Linked DNA regions of Mus musculus: region 1 is linked to region 2. Evidence: chromatin contacts called from public Hi-C data. All regions are on one chromosome and are shown on one strand. Each heading gives the region's core, a stretch centred on a gene start, on an enhancer-like site or on the middle of the called end of the contact. The rest is flanking DNA. Distances are from core to core; before and after follow the strand shown. Region 1 overlaps Gm40079 (a long non-coding RNA gene). Region 2 overlaps Tmem154 (transmembrane protein 154).

Region 1 (5,988 bases), core at 3,212-5,711, 78 kb before region 2:
TATTTAAGCCTTTCATTATTGGGGAATAATATCGAGCTGCTTTTAATTTTTAATTCTTGTGTCTTGTTAAGACTCAGTTATAAGCAAGAAAAAGTGATTTGGCTGGGTGGTGGTAGAGCACACCTTCAATCCCAGCACTCTGGAGGCAGAAGCAGGCAGATCTCTGCAAGTTCGAGGCCAGCCTGGTCTACAGAGGAAGTTCCAGGATAGCCAGGGTTACATAGGGAAACCCTGTCTCGAAAACACACACACACACACACACACACACACACACACACACATGGAGGGGGGTTGCGGGGTGGGGGGGGGGAGAAGAAAAGAAAACGTGATTCAATATGCTTTAAATTTAAAGGGTGCTTTCTTATAAAGGTAGAGGTTATATCTCAGAATCACCCAGAAGATAGGCAGCTGTGAGTCTGGGAGAAGCCCACAGAATTGTGTAGCTCTTCCTGCATTCTTTCTGTTTCCTTTGGTGAGTCTGCCCCACTCCTTTTTCTCTTGCCAGAAATGCCTGTCTTTGTGGGGAATGGAGAGGCCCCAGAGCACAGTACTGTACCTCCTTTACAATAGAGGAACCATCATCCTCTGCCTCCTCTCCACACCTGAGCTGTGGTAGGTCCATCTCTGCTTGAGCTGTAGGTAGGGAGATGAGATCATATGGGGCAAACATGGCCTCTGGGGATTTACCTGTGGATGCAGAGAGAGAGGAGCTCTGAAGAAGAGGGGCTGGATTGTGATCTTAAAAGATGTTACATTTTTAATGATGCTGCTACAGGCAAGTGTGCGGGTGTTGCTTCTTTTCTTTCTTTGTTCTAGAGCACATTCTTCCGAGTGGACTGAGAACTAAGTCAAGAAACTATCCCAAGTCCGGCACCATGTAAGTCTGAGGACCTGAGCAGAAGTAAGAGTGTTAAGAAATACTGGTCTGGCAGCTCTCATCTCCCTGATACAATTGAAATTGTTGCTTCTTCTATACTCAGTGAGTCCTAGAAGCAATATGTTCTCTTCCCATATTTTTTATCCCAGCAATATTTATTAAACAGAAGAATGAGAGAACAATCCAAGCCAATGTTCATGCAGTAGATCATATCATATTTTCTTTCTAAAGAGAAAGGTTTTGGGTTTTTGTTTTGTTTTGTTTTGTTTTGTTTTTAAAGATGGTGGTGGTGTTGCTGGGGGGAAAGTGTTTAAGTAACACATTTTAAAAAGTATATTATTTTATTTTTATCCATATGTATATGTGCATGTATGTGTAGATGCCTCAGAAGACTAGAAGAGGGTACTGGATCTCCCAGAGCTGAACTTACAGGCAGTTGTGAGCTATCTGACATGGGGATGGCAACTGAACTCAGGCCTCTGCAAGAGCAGGAAATAGTCTAAACCACTGAGCCATCTCACCAGTCCCAGGACCTCATTCTGTGGTGGTGGTGGTGGTGGTTGTTTTAGTTTTTTTTTTTTTTAAAAAAAGATGTATTTACTATTTTTATTTTATGTGTATAAGCATTTTTCCTGCTTCAATGTGAGTGTACCATGCGTGAGCCTGGTACCAATGGATGGTGAGGGTGTTGAACTCATCAATGGATGGTGAGGGTGCAGTTCCCCTGGAACTGCAGTTACAGATGGTTGTGAGCCTCTGTGTAGGTAGGCAAGGGGAATCAAACCCATGTCTTCTGGAAGAGCAGCAAGTGCTCGTAACCACTGAGCCTTGTCTCCAGCGCCAGCATTACATTTGTAAAGGGAGTTATGAAGTTACACATTCACATGTTCTTATAAATAAATACTCTACGCCTGTTTGCCATTCTTATCATTCCCCCTTTCCAACACTTCTGAATGTTTTCCTCTGCCACATTCTTCCTAGTTTATCCCCTTGCAGTAAGGAGCCAAAGAATTCCTTCCTGAATATAAAGCAAAGAATAGCCATCAGCACGAACCACTAACTCCTCTAAGTAAGTGACAACTGTCAATAATATTGATTATCTAAACAGTTCACATTTTTCACAATATTGCATTGTTTCATTTTGTTGTTTTGTTTTTCTTTAATCAGATCCAGAATGGTTTGTTTTGTTTTTGAGACATGGTTAAAAAGAGTTTAACCATGGTCCAGGCTGGCCTTGAACTCGGTGTCCTCCTGCCTCAACCTCCAGAATTCTGAAATTACAGATATTGCCAACATACTTGAATTTATATCTACCTTTGGATTTCTTAATCCATGAATTCAAAAGTTGGGCAGAAGTCTGGTACGAGATTTCAGTAACTAAAGGGAAAAGCAAAAAGAATCAACGCCAACCACATCCCATCTGGCGCCATCCAGACCCGTATGGGTGTATGAGCCAGACCCCTGAAGGAAAGGAAGTGAGATTCCAGCAACAGGAAAGTCAGTGATAGTCAACCAGCATCGAAGAAATGCCAGAGCATGGCCTCTGAGCAGGCAAACCTGCCCTGCATGAGAACTCAGACTCCTGAAAATGCAAACACAGTCAGGTGGGGATGAGAGGTGTGGAGGAGGGGGACCAGATGGGGGTCAAGCATGTCAACAGATCCAAGGAGTACCTGAGAAACAGCCCAGGGGACCAGAGGACAGAGGAGAGGTCTGGTCCCATTCACACAGGAAAACATTTAACATGTGGTTCTAATGCATTTATGTTGCCAGAAAACTGTCCTGTCTTGGTTCTATTGTAATGTCCCATATTGCTTTATTTAAAATTGTGTAATTCACAGAGGCCCAGGCAGAACAAGGCTCTTGTTTCTAAATCAGCAGTCTCTTCTTTCTGTCTTGGTTTTAAATGTAAGCACAGAGAGATGCATTAGCCTGAAAGGCGTGTTCTTGTCCATGGCAAATAAGAATTCCTCAGGTGCCAGTGTCTGGGGGTGCTGCCCAGGCAGGTGTGACATTCCCTGGAGGGTTCCACAGATTTGCTTAAAAAGTTCCTCCACACGTCTACAGGAGGAGAGAAAACTTCTCCTGCCTTCTATTGTTTCAGACCTAATTTAAGGGTTACGAAAGGGATGGCTATTGGTCTGTGAGTTTTCAGTTTCTGAGAGCCAGCAGCGAATAAACAGTTAGGAAATTGTCTTGATGCTTATGGAACAAATGAGGTATTCACTGGTAATAGACGGACTTATTCCTGTTCTGGGAATACTTGTCCAGTGCCTTGGAGAGATGGCTGGCTGCTTGTTTAAAGAATTCAAAGATGAGCCAACGCTGCTAGCTGTGTTAGGGGAGTAACTGGGCAAACATCCTGAAGGGGTGGGTGGGGCCAGGTGGATGACCACCAGCTGCCTGCTACCCACTGTACTGGAAAACAATTATTTTCCCCAAAATTCCTGTTCCTACCTCCTTAACCTGTTTTCAGACTTATAAACTAGGATTTAAAAACAGTGCAAAGCTCATACACGCCACAGCCTGAACCCTTTGCAAAACCCAGGGAAGGGTTTGGCATGTGTTTTCAATACATCCAAAGTTTTTCCAAAAGACTCTTTTCTCCTCCTCCAGAATGACTAGCTCCGTGGTGCTTTATTTAAAACTGTACAATTCACACAAAGACTAAGGCTTGTTCCAACGTATGGGCCAAGTCTCTGCTGTGATGGAGGTCTGATTGTGCTTCTGTCTTTGTTGGTGACTCGCTCGCTCCCTCTGAAAACTTAATTCTTAATAAATATTAAGCAATGAGGTTGCTTTTGTGTCCTTGGCTTCAGATCACGTGGCCAGGCACATTCTGAAGTTTTGTCCTTTGGGCCTCATGTGTTCTCAGTAGTAAGGGAGCAAAGTGGACTTACAGTCAGGTACCTTCTTGGATTCAACCTTGAAAGGGAAAGGTTCTTAAGGTGTCAGAGGATTAAAGAAACATGATGCCCCAGTAGACCCGTATCAGATGAAATCTGCAGGACAAACCGGAAAGTGCTCTTTTTACCATGATCTCCAGAAAATGTTAAAGGGGAATATTTTAATAGAGGCTATGATTAACAACTTTACAAAAAAAATTCTTTTGTTCTAAGTTGTGCAAGATAACCTGAATCCAGCAAAATGAGCATGTGGGGTTAAAATTTAACTAGACAGAACTATAATTTCTCAAAGCAGCAAACTCCAACTCGTGTTTAGTAAGATTTTTTTTTTTAAACTAGGTTGCTGACCTAGTTTCAGACACAGAGTCCCAAGCTCCAGGTCCCTAGAAGACTAAGAAGAAAAGCTTCTTACTTATACTCTGTAGTTTATTACACTAATTTATGGTCCTTCAAGTCTGGGCAGGGGATGGGCTGTTCTTGTTTTATTGAAGAACCTTTTTGTCCTTTGTTGGGGACGTTTCCAGCTGTTTAACAATCGACTCTAATAGAATCTTATGAATAAAACTAATGAAAACATGAAGAAATGAACTCTAGAGAGCAAACATACAGTAGCTTATTGTTCCCTCTCTGGAGAATAGAAACGCCTTCTCTAACAAGGTACAATAGTACAAACAGGAACTAACACTCAGGTTTCAATACACAAGGCATTCCGGGGTCAGGAGGAGGCCAGTGCTGTTGGCCTTAATCGGGCCAGCCTGACAAACTCAAGAAACAGGACAAACAGAAAGGTAAATGTGTTTCCACTTTGGGTTGTGTTCCTGCGGTTATTAAAATTGAAACAAATGACCAGAACCAGCCCTTTGTCTTCTGGCCCAACTCCACGGACTTTCAGAATCTATGTAACAGGTCATGTTCTCTTTGTCATAAAGGCCAACCCTTATGTGGCTCATTCTCTCAAATCTTGTGGGGCATAAGGAAAACTGGAAAGTTGGTACAACTCAAAAACCTAGAGGCTCTGTTTGTTTTGCTGCGATTGCACCAAAGGGCCCCCTGTGCACGCTAAGCTATACACCCAGCCTACATGGTTCTAATTACAAAATTACTTAACACCACAGTTTTTTTTTTTTTTTTTTTTAATGGGATTGGGAACTCTGTGGCCAGTAATTCCACTTGCCTGGTGCTCAGTGATGTCCACCTACAAAATGAGGGGCTCACAGAATCAGTGTATGGGTCCATGTGGGTCACCTCGCTATGACACTGGTGGTACACAAGACGGTTTTAGGTGGCACACGGACAGTTGCTTTAGTTGGTTAATTAATTTATTGATTGGGCCCTCATGTTGCTTAGGCTGGACTCAAACTTGCTCTTTAATGAGGATGAACTTGATGTTTTGATCCTCCTGCTTCTAGCTCCCCAGTGCTGGGCTGACAGGCATACACCACCATATGGTCAAGGTGGTACTGGGAATAAGATACGGGCTTCACGCATGCTCCGTACTCACTCTACCCACTGAGTCCCAGCTCCAGCCACAGGCTTCACGCATGCTCTGTACTCACTTTACCCACTGAGCCACTTCCCCAGCCACGGGCTTCACACATGCTCCGTACTCAACTTTACCCACTGAGCCACATCCCCAGCCCATTTAAAGATTTCTTTTACTAGCTTATTAGGCCTATGCTGTTTCTGAATATTACTGTACATTGGATTGTTTGTTTTTTAAGAATAATCAACACAGAGCAATGTATCAAGCAAGTGATAAACAGATAATAAAATAAGGACATTTTTGTTAGTAACAGAAAACAGACTACGGCTGGTGAAGTGGCACGGTGTGTCATGCTTCGCTCTGTATTCACGAATCTCTGGGTTCAATCCCCAGCACTTCAATAAAACAAAACAAAACAAAACAAAACATAACAAAACAAAACAAACTAAAAGCTCAAATCAGACTAAATACTCCCCAAGTCGGAGACACTTATAGGACTGTTAGCCATTCCTCCAAAAACTCCTTCAGCCTCCACAGAGGAGCCAGCACGGAAGAGAAAGTGCTGATAGAGCTCTCACAGTGGTAGCCACGCAGGAACGAAAGCCAGCTATGTAGCTAGCTTGATGTCGACAGGATTGTACTGCTCTCTAAGCAACAACTTCTTTCACTATTTTCCTAAAAAGTTTTTTTTGTTTTTTAATTTCTTATCTTGAGGTATAAAC
Region 2 (6,319 bases), core at 403-2,902:
TGTGTGTTTATGCATGTGCATGTGTGTTGGTGTTTTGAATGTGTAAGCTGGAAGAGGGTGTCAAGCGTCCTGCTCTTTCCTCACTCTCGGTCTTGCTCTCCTGAGACAGTGTCTCTCCCTGAGCTTGGAGCTAGGCTGTGCGCTAGCAGAACACATAACACGTCTCTGGCTCTGGCTTGGGACAGTGCTAGGGTTAAAGTCAAGCGTAGGATCACACCCAGCTTTTCTGTGCTATGTGCTAGGATCTGAACTCAGGTTCCCATGCTCAAAGGCAAGCACTTTGACAGGCTGTACCTTCTCCTCAGGTCCAGTAAATAAACACTTGGACCTTTCAAATGATTGTGCCTTGCATCTTGTTGTTGTGGGTGCTAGCACTGGGCAGTTGCTAATTTATAGGGGCTTTTATGATAGTTACAAGGTTGGGATCCACAAACAAGTAGATTCTTAACATCAGAAGCACATACGATCTGCCCGAAGCCTGAATCGGGGCCGTTATGTCTTTGTTTTATGACAAGGGGCAAGGTAACCTTTCCTAGCTTTAATATCCTCATCTGATGTCATCTGCAAAGCACACCTAACAATTCTAAGCTGATAGGGTTGTTGTAAAAGAATGAATGAGGGGCTGGGGTGAGAGAGGCTCTGGCCTCAGTCCCCAGCACCACACACTCAAATGAAAACACAGAGAAAAAGACAGGTAAAACCCCATGCTACAGGCCTGGCACCCGCATGCATGCATGCATGCCTCTTGGTGATTTGTACTAGGCAGCCTGAGCTCTGACAAATGTTTGTGAGTTACCTACAGCATTGTCTCAGAGATGTAAAGGCTTTAAGAAATCGTCTTCAGAAGCACAGCTCACATTTCTAGGGAGACGCCTTTTGTTTAGCTGCATTGTTTACTTCAGTTCCCTAAAAGCGTGATCTCTGGAATGCCATAGCCACGTGACTTGGTCCCAGCATGTCACAAACTGCTTCTGCTTTGATGGGCTATCGAGCAGTTCCCAGAGAGCAGCTGCCTCTCCGGAGTTTTGTGTGGAGTGGTATCTATCCATCCACAAGACCTGCGGTGAGTCAGCGGCCTCCTCCCCCGAGTCCCAGCACAGTAAGCCAGGGCGTTCTCCGTCACAGGCTCATTGCTTTATTTAGTTAGCTGTCTCTGGCTATTCATCATCTCTGGAAAATGATCAAATAAGCCATGCATTTTTAACTCTAGCAAATCCTGGAGTTCCCTGTTAAAATACCTTGGCGCACTGCCACGGAGCCACAACAAACACGCAGGCAGCTCCGCTTTCAACCTTCCCGCTTGCCTCGATGTGCGCACGTGCAGTCTTAGCAACTTATTTCTGACAGTGACATTAAAGAGTAATTTGTCTAGGAGTGTTATATAAACACGGGAAGAACATGGAACACCTTTCCACAAGCATATACAGGAACAGGAGGACAAACTGTAAAACTAAACAAAGCACGGCTGTATTTTCCTCAAGAAAGCACCCAACGGGCTCACTGCCAGCAGAATGGGGACAGATTCAGCTCAAATCCCTCAACCTCATGGCAGTGACTGTTTGTCCAGACTGGACAGTCACCCTGTCCTCCCGACCCCATCTATCTTGCAACAATCCTGAGTTATGGCCACAGCTAATGCAGCCATCTCTGAACATGGCGGTATGCCACCACTCAACCCTTCTGGGGTCACGACACTCTGACTCAGTTTCAGAGAGTGTGGAGTTGGATTTGGCACGACATCACATAACAATTAGATCAAGCTTTCTTTCTCATCTATACAAAGTCCCTTCTTCCCGACAGAGGCCTGGCCTGGGTGGAGTTAGAGAAATGAGGCTCGGAATCGGCCCAAGATACAGAGATCATGCCTGCTGTGGAGACACACTCTGGGACACACACACACACACACACACACACACAGTCTTTAACAGTGTCCTTCTGGCTGGAGAACACAAACTATTACGTTCTATCCCTTGTGGTACTGCAAATCTAGTTCACTCTTGTTTGGGGTGGTGGGGACTAGATAGGGAACACTGGGGGCAGTCACTGACACTTTAATGCCTCGACCTTTCTCTGCACGGTCACACAGTGTAAACTCTCCACCTCTGGATGGTGATGAGCAGCAGCAAACGGGAGCGTGGCTACGTCTGTGCCTCCCTGTCTGTGCTCATGTGGTCCACGGTGCAGACAGAAGCTCTGAGTGTCTGACTAGACATGAGTCAGGAGAAAGGAAGCAGCAGGCTAGCCTGGGCCAGGTGGACGATGTCTGGACTGTATGCTATCTAGTGCATTTGGGAGGTGCCGTGTGGGTGGGGTTTGACAAAGGACTTCATTGTCTAGAGACTTGGAACAGTTGATTATAAGCCCACCGAATGGATCTGTTCAGCTCTGGGCTACCTCTGCTTGTCCTGTGCTGAGTCCACTATAGCAGCTTTTGTGCACCACAAGTCACAGAACAGGGGATTGCAGAGAAAGGCCACTAAGGTGGAAAATAAGAATATGGAACTCTTCTCCCCTAAACTCTTTTCTTGTCCTTTCCTGTCATTGTTTCGTAAACATGACAACCTCACTGCAAAGGGCTTGTAGTAGTTTGTACAGACCTGGTCCTTACTAACATCCTATTTGGGGGCTGAGCATGTACATTTCAAGAAAAATGTCTACTCTGAGGTAAATTTTGTGCAATTAATATACCCTAAATATAGATTATATGTTACATGTTACATGTCACATGTCACACATTACATATCATACTATATTATATATGACATGTTATATATTATATCATAATTTGATATATTAATATATAGTGTATTATATTACAATCTTATATTAATTAATATAATTTAGTAATCACTTTATCAATTATTATATATAATTATATAATACCAATTAATTTATGATCAGTTATAAATATTAAATTGTGCTAATTTAAATAAATGTAAATAAAATTGTGTTATTATGTGATTAATAAATAATATATATTATCATATACATTAAAGTGTCAATCTGTGTCAATGCTGCTATTGTCCCAATACTCAAGAAGATTATGAGTTCAAGGCCAGCCTGGGCTACATAGTATGATCCAGAGTTAAAGAAAGAAGCAGAGGTGAGGGAAATAGGAGAGGGAGGGAGGGAGGGAGGGAATAGAGAGAAGGAAGGAGGGAGGCGGGAGGGAGGAGCCGAGGGGGAGAACAGGAGTCAGGCAGAAAAGGATAGGAAAGTGAGAACTGGAAAGTGAAAATCAGGGGCTGGGATGGATTCCAGGGGAAGCTCTGAAGGGAGGGATGGTGGAGCTGCCAGTCCCCAGAAGCCCAGAAGTACGGGATGCTGATGCTACAAATGGTTCCTCCTTATCAGGAGGGCAGGCGAGTGCAGCACTCATTCAACTCACTCCTTAGTCACATCCCTGCCTTCTGGAGCATTGTGTACACATATGGGGTGTGGGGGGCGTCTCAGGGGCTGATGCCACAGAGGAAGGTTGCTTGATGCTGACCTATCAGGTGATTGTAACAAACGTCCCACTCATGGGGAGGCCCTGATGATGGGCTGTGTATGTGAGAGGTAAAGAACACAGGAGCGTTCCCTGTGAATTCATTCTACTTTCGCTACCATACGTCTGTGGAAGTCACTAGAGAGATGGGTCAAGAGCTGAGACTGGGTGGCCCAGGACTCCAGCACAGCTTCCAGAGAGCGGGATGAAGCCCTGGCAGGCATCCCGTCAAAGCCAGATGGTTCCAGGCCCACAGAGGAATTCGGATATTCACTTGCAAAATGACAAGTTCACATAGAGCTCCAAACAGATATGGCCTTTTTGTCTCACAGGCGGCTTAGTTCAAGAACCAACCTCTCTATATTTAAGAAAAAAGATTTTTAATCTTTTAATCTTTGTAACCCGTCAGGGTCGTTTTCCACAGGGATGGCAGTAATTTCAGAGTGGGAATCAAGGATATAAAAGTACTGACATACAAGTCATAATGTAAACACAGTTTGCAGATGACCTGTATTGACCTATGCACTGTCTCATTAGGAGGGAAAGGTTAAGATATGTGGAAAAGATTTCTCCATAATGTCCTTTGTCCTATAACCAGGGCATTCTTTTTCTTTCTTTTGCCTTCTTGTTATTATCTGGAATCTCATTTAAGTAAGATAGAATATTTTTCAAATTCATAATGAACTGTAACATATACAAACCCCCAAGAGGTAACATGGCCGTAATTGCTAAGAGTGGGCTTAAGGGTCAGAGCTGAGGCTGCCCTGGGTAGGACCGTGTCAGTCCGTGACACAGAGAGATGCAGTGTGGTGAACTATTAGCTAATATGTCAGGATTCTAGAATAAATGCAGAGACAGAGACCCCAAAGGAAAACCTGACCACTAGTCTTTACTTGCAGGGCTGTGGCCTCAGGGCCTATGGTGCTATATGACTGCATCTGTAAGCATCTGCAATGGGTGAACAGGTAACGTGTTTTCACGGGTATCCGTTGTGCTCTCAAACTTCGATCTGTGCGCTCTAACACAAGAGTCCCATTGCCGTCACAGCTCAACTTCTCTGCTGTCCAGTCATCTTTGTTACCCCAACAGGTGACTTGGTGACCCCCAAACTATAGTCATTCTCCAATTCCTTCCTGCTCTTTCCACATACCGAGCAAACTGTTCTTTAATCAGAAATCCCCCAAATTCACTCATTTCTCTCCTCACAAAGATCACATCATTTAAATAATACTGTCAAGTGCTAATAAATCACACTGGTCCCAAGGCACTAAAATTTTCTATCAGGCAGAGCCACCTAGTGGCAGACTGGGATATGTTATTAATTTTCATTTAATTTCTCTCTGATACTAATCTAGACCAAGAGGGTTAGGGTTCTTTGTTTGTTTCTTGCTTTATAAAATGTTCCTCTTAGGCACAATTATTGAAAACCTATCTGTCTGGGCTGTTCCCTCCTTCTGTTTCCTTACCAAACATCTATCTATCCAAGGTAAATAGCTTCCCGATTCAATTTGCTATAATCAGCAAATCTTAGGACTAAGACAAAAGTCAGTTCAACAGCGTCTCTTTGAAACCTCAAGAGCTACTAGGATGCTTTGTGTTTTCCAAAACACGATTCCTGACTGCACATTCCTCCCTGTAAACTGACATATTAAATTGCCAGGCACAAAGAGGTCAAAGAAAATGCTGTGCTGTGCTGTAGACGGGACCCTCTTCCACCCTTCCCCATCCCTGAGAGACATCACAAGTACCTTGGGCTGGGGTTTGGTTCCTTTTCTTCCTTCAAAGTAGGTAAACACTCATAGTCGGCTAAGACAGAAGCAAAGGAAATTCACCGTTAGTCACCAGAATTGCTTTTTCTACCCACAAAACTGACAGAGTTGGGAATAGACTGCGCCTCTGTGCGGCTACCTGTGAAGAAATGGCCCCACTGGGGAGTTCTAGAGGTTCAAAGATTAATGACACCGAGGCTCCTGAAACGGTAAGAGCACGGATCACGCAGATACAGGGCTGCAGTGTTCCGTGCCCCTATTGAAAGGGCACACAATCCATCACTGCTTGCTCAGTCCGTCCTCTGGACGCTCACAGTGTTCTGCAAACCAGAATATGCATCTTGGAAGTGAGACGCAGGACTGAAATGGTGTACCTCAGGTCCTACAGTGCCTGCACGACAGCTCCACAGCAGAAGCGTCAGGAAGGTGGGGAGGGACCTCCTCTTCTTTCTCCTCTACTACATCATGTGTGTGTGTGTCTGTGTGTCTGTGTGTCTGTGTGTGTCTGTGTTTCTGTGTCTGTGTGTTACGCCTGGGTAGCCATATGCACACCCAAGTATGCTCATGTGCTCATTAGCTCTACACCCTAATTTTTGAGGCAGGGTTGCTCACTGACAATTTAACACCCTCTTCTAGACACCATGAATGTACGTGAATGCTAGTAGTTGCACAGACTGTGAACATGCACATAAATAAGTAAGTCTGTCCTAAAAAATACAAACGATTGGAGAGATCATCCAGTGGTCAAGAGGGTTCCTTAATACACAAGCATCAAGGACTTGAGTTCAAATCCCCAGCACCCTTGTAAAAGCCTCGATGTAGCTGTGCATGCACATAAGTCCCCTCAGTGTGTGTGCGCGCGCGTGTGCGTGCATGCACGTGTGTGCACACAAACAGGGGAGTACAGAGTCAGAGACATCTTGCTGTCCAGGCTCAGTGAGGACTTCTCAAAGAGTGTGTTAGAGAGTGGCACCAGATGTTTTTCTCTGCACAGAAGCATACACACACAATACATGCATATACCACAAACACACACACTCACAATACATGTATACACCACAAC

The links. Hi-C and Micro-C count contacts between places; a contact is called where the count stands out from the background.
Region 1: a contact with region 2 is called in a Hi-C map of uterus, with 2.0 times the contacts expected there. The contact joins two enhancer-like sites. A contact is called at or near these places in 1 of 15 datasets of contacts at CTCF or cohesin (the G1E-ER4 cell line), 2 of 484 Hi-C or Micro-C datasets (nephron progenitors and uterus), 4 of 115 datasets of contacts at active chromatin or transcription factors (CD8 T cells, memory CD8 T cells, microglia and 1 more) and 2 of 9 other capture datasets (adipose tissue and embryonic stem cells).

The regions. Positions count from the first base shown.
Region 1 is chr3:84,772,989-84,778,976 of GRCm38.p6, reverse strand. All of the region lies in intron 2 of Gm40079 (a long non-coding RNA gene), which reads right to left. Among named protein-coding and RNA genes, the nearest start is that of Gm40079, 31 kb to the right of the region's middle. Within about 2 kb of position 4,461, at least 29 of the 459 cell types and tissues checked have an H3K27ac peak or open chromatin away from gene starts, as enhancers often do. A contact at or near this core is called in uterus, where this site is marked.
Region 2 is chr3:84,691,469-84,697,787 of GRCm38.p6, reverse strand. It overlaps Tmem154 (transmembrane protein 154), which reads right to left. Exons shown (of 7, transcript NM_177260.2): 6 at 5,236-5,293. Among named protein-coding and RNA genes, the nearest start is that of Tmem154, 28 kb to the right of the region's middle. Within about 2 kb of position 1,652, at least 106 of the 459 cell types and tissues checked have an H3K27ac peak or open chromatin away from gene starts, as enhancers often do. A contact at or near this core is called in uterus, where this site is marked.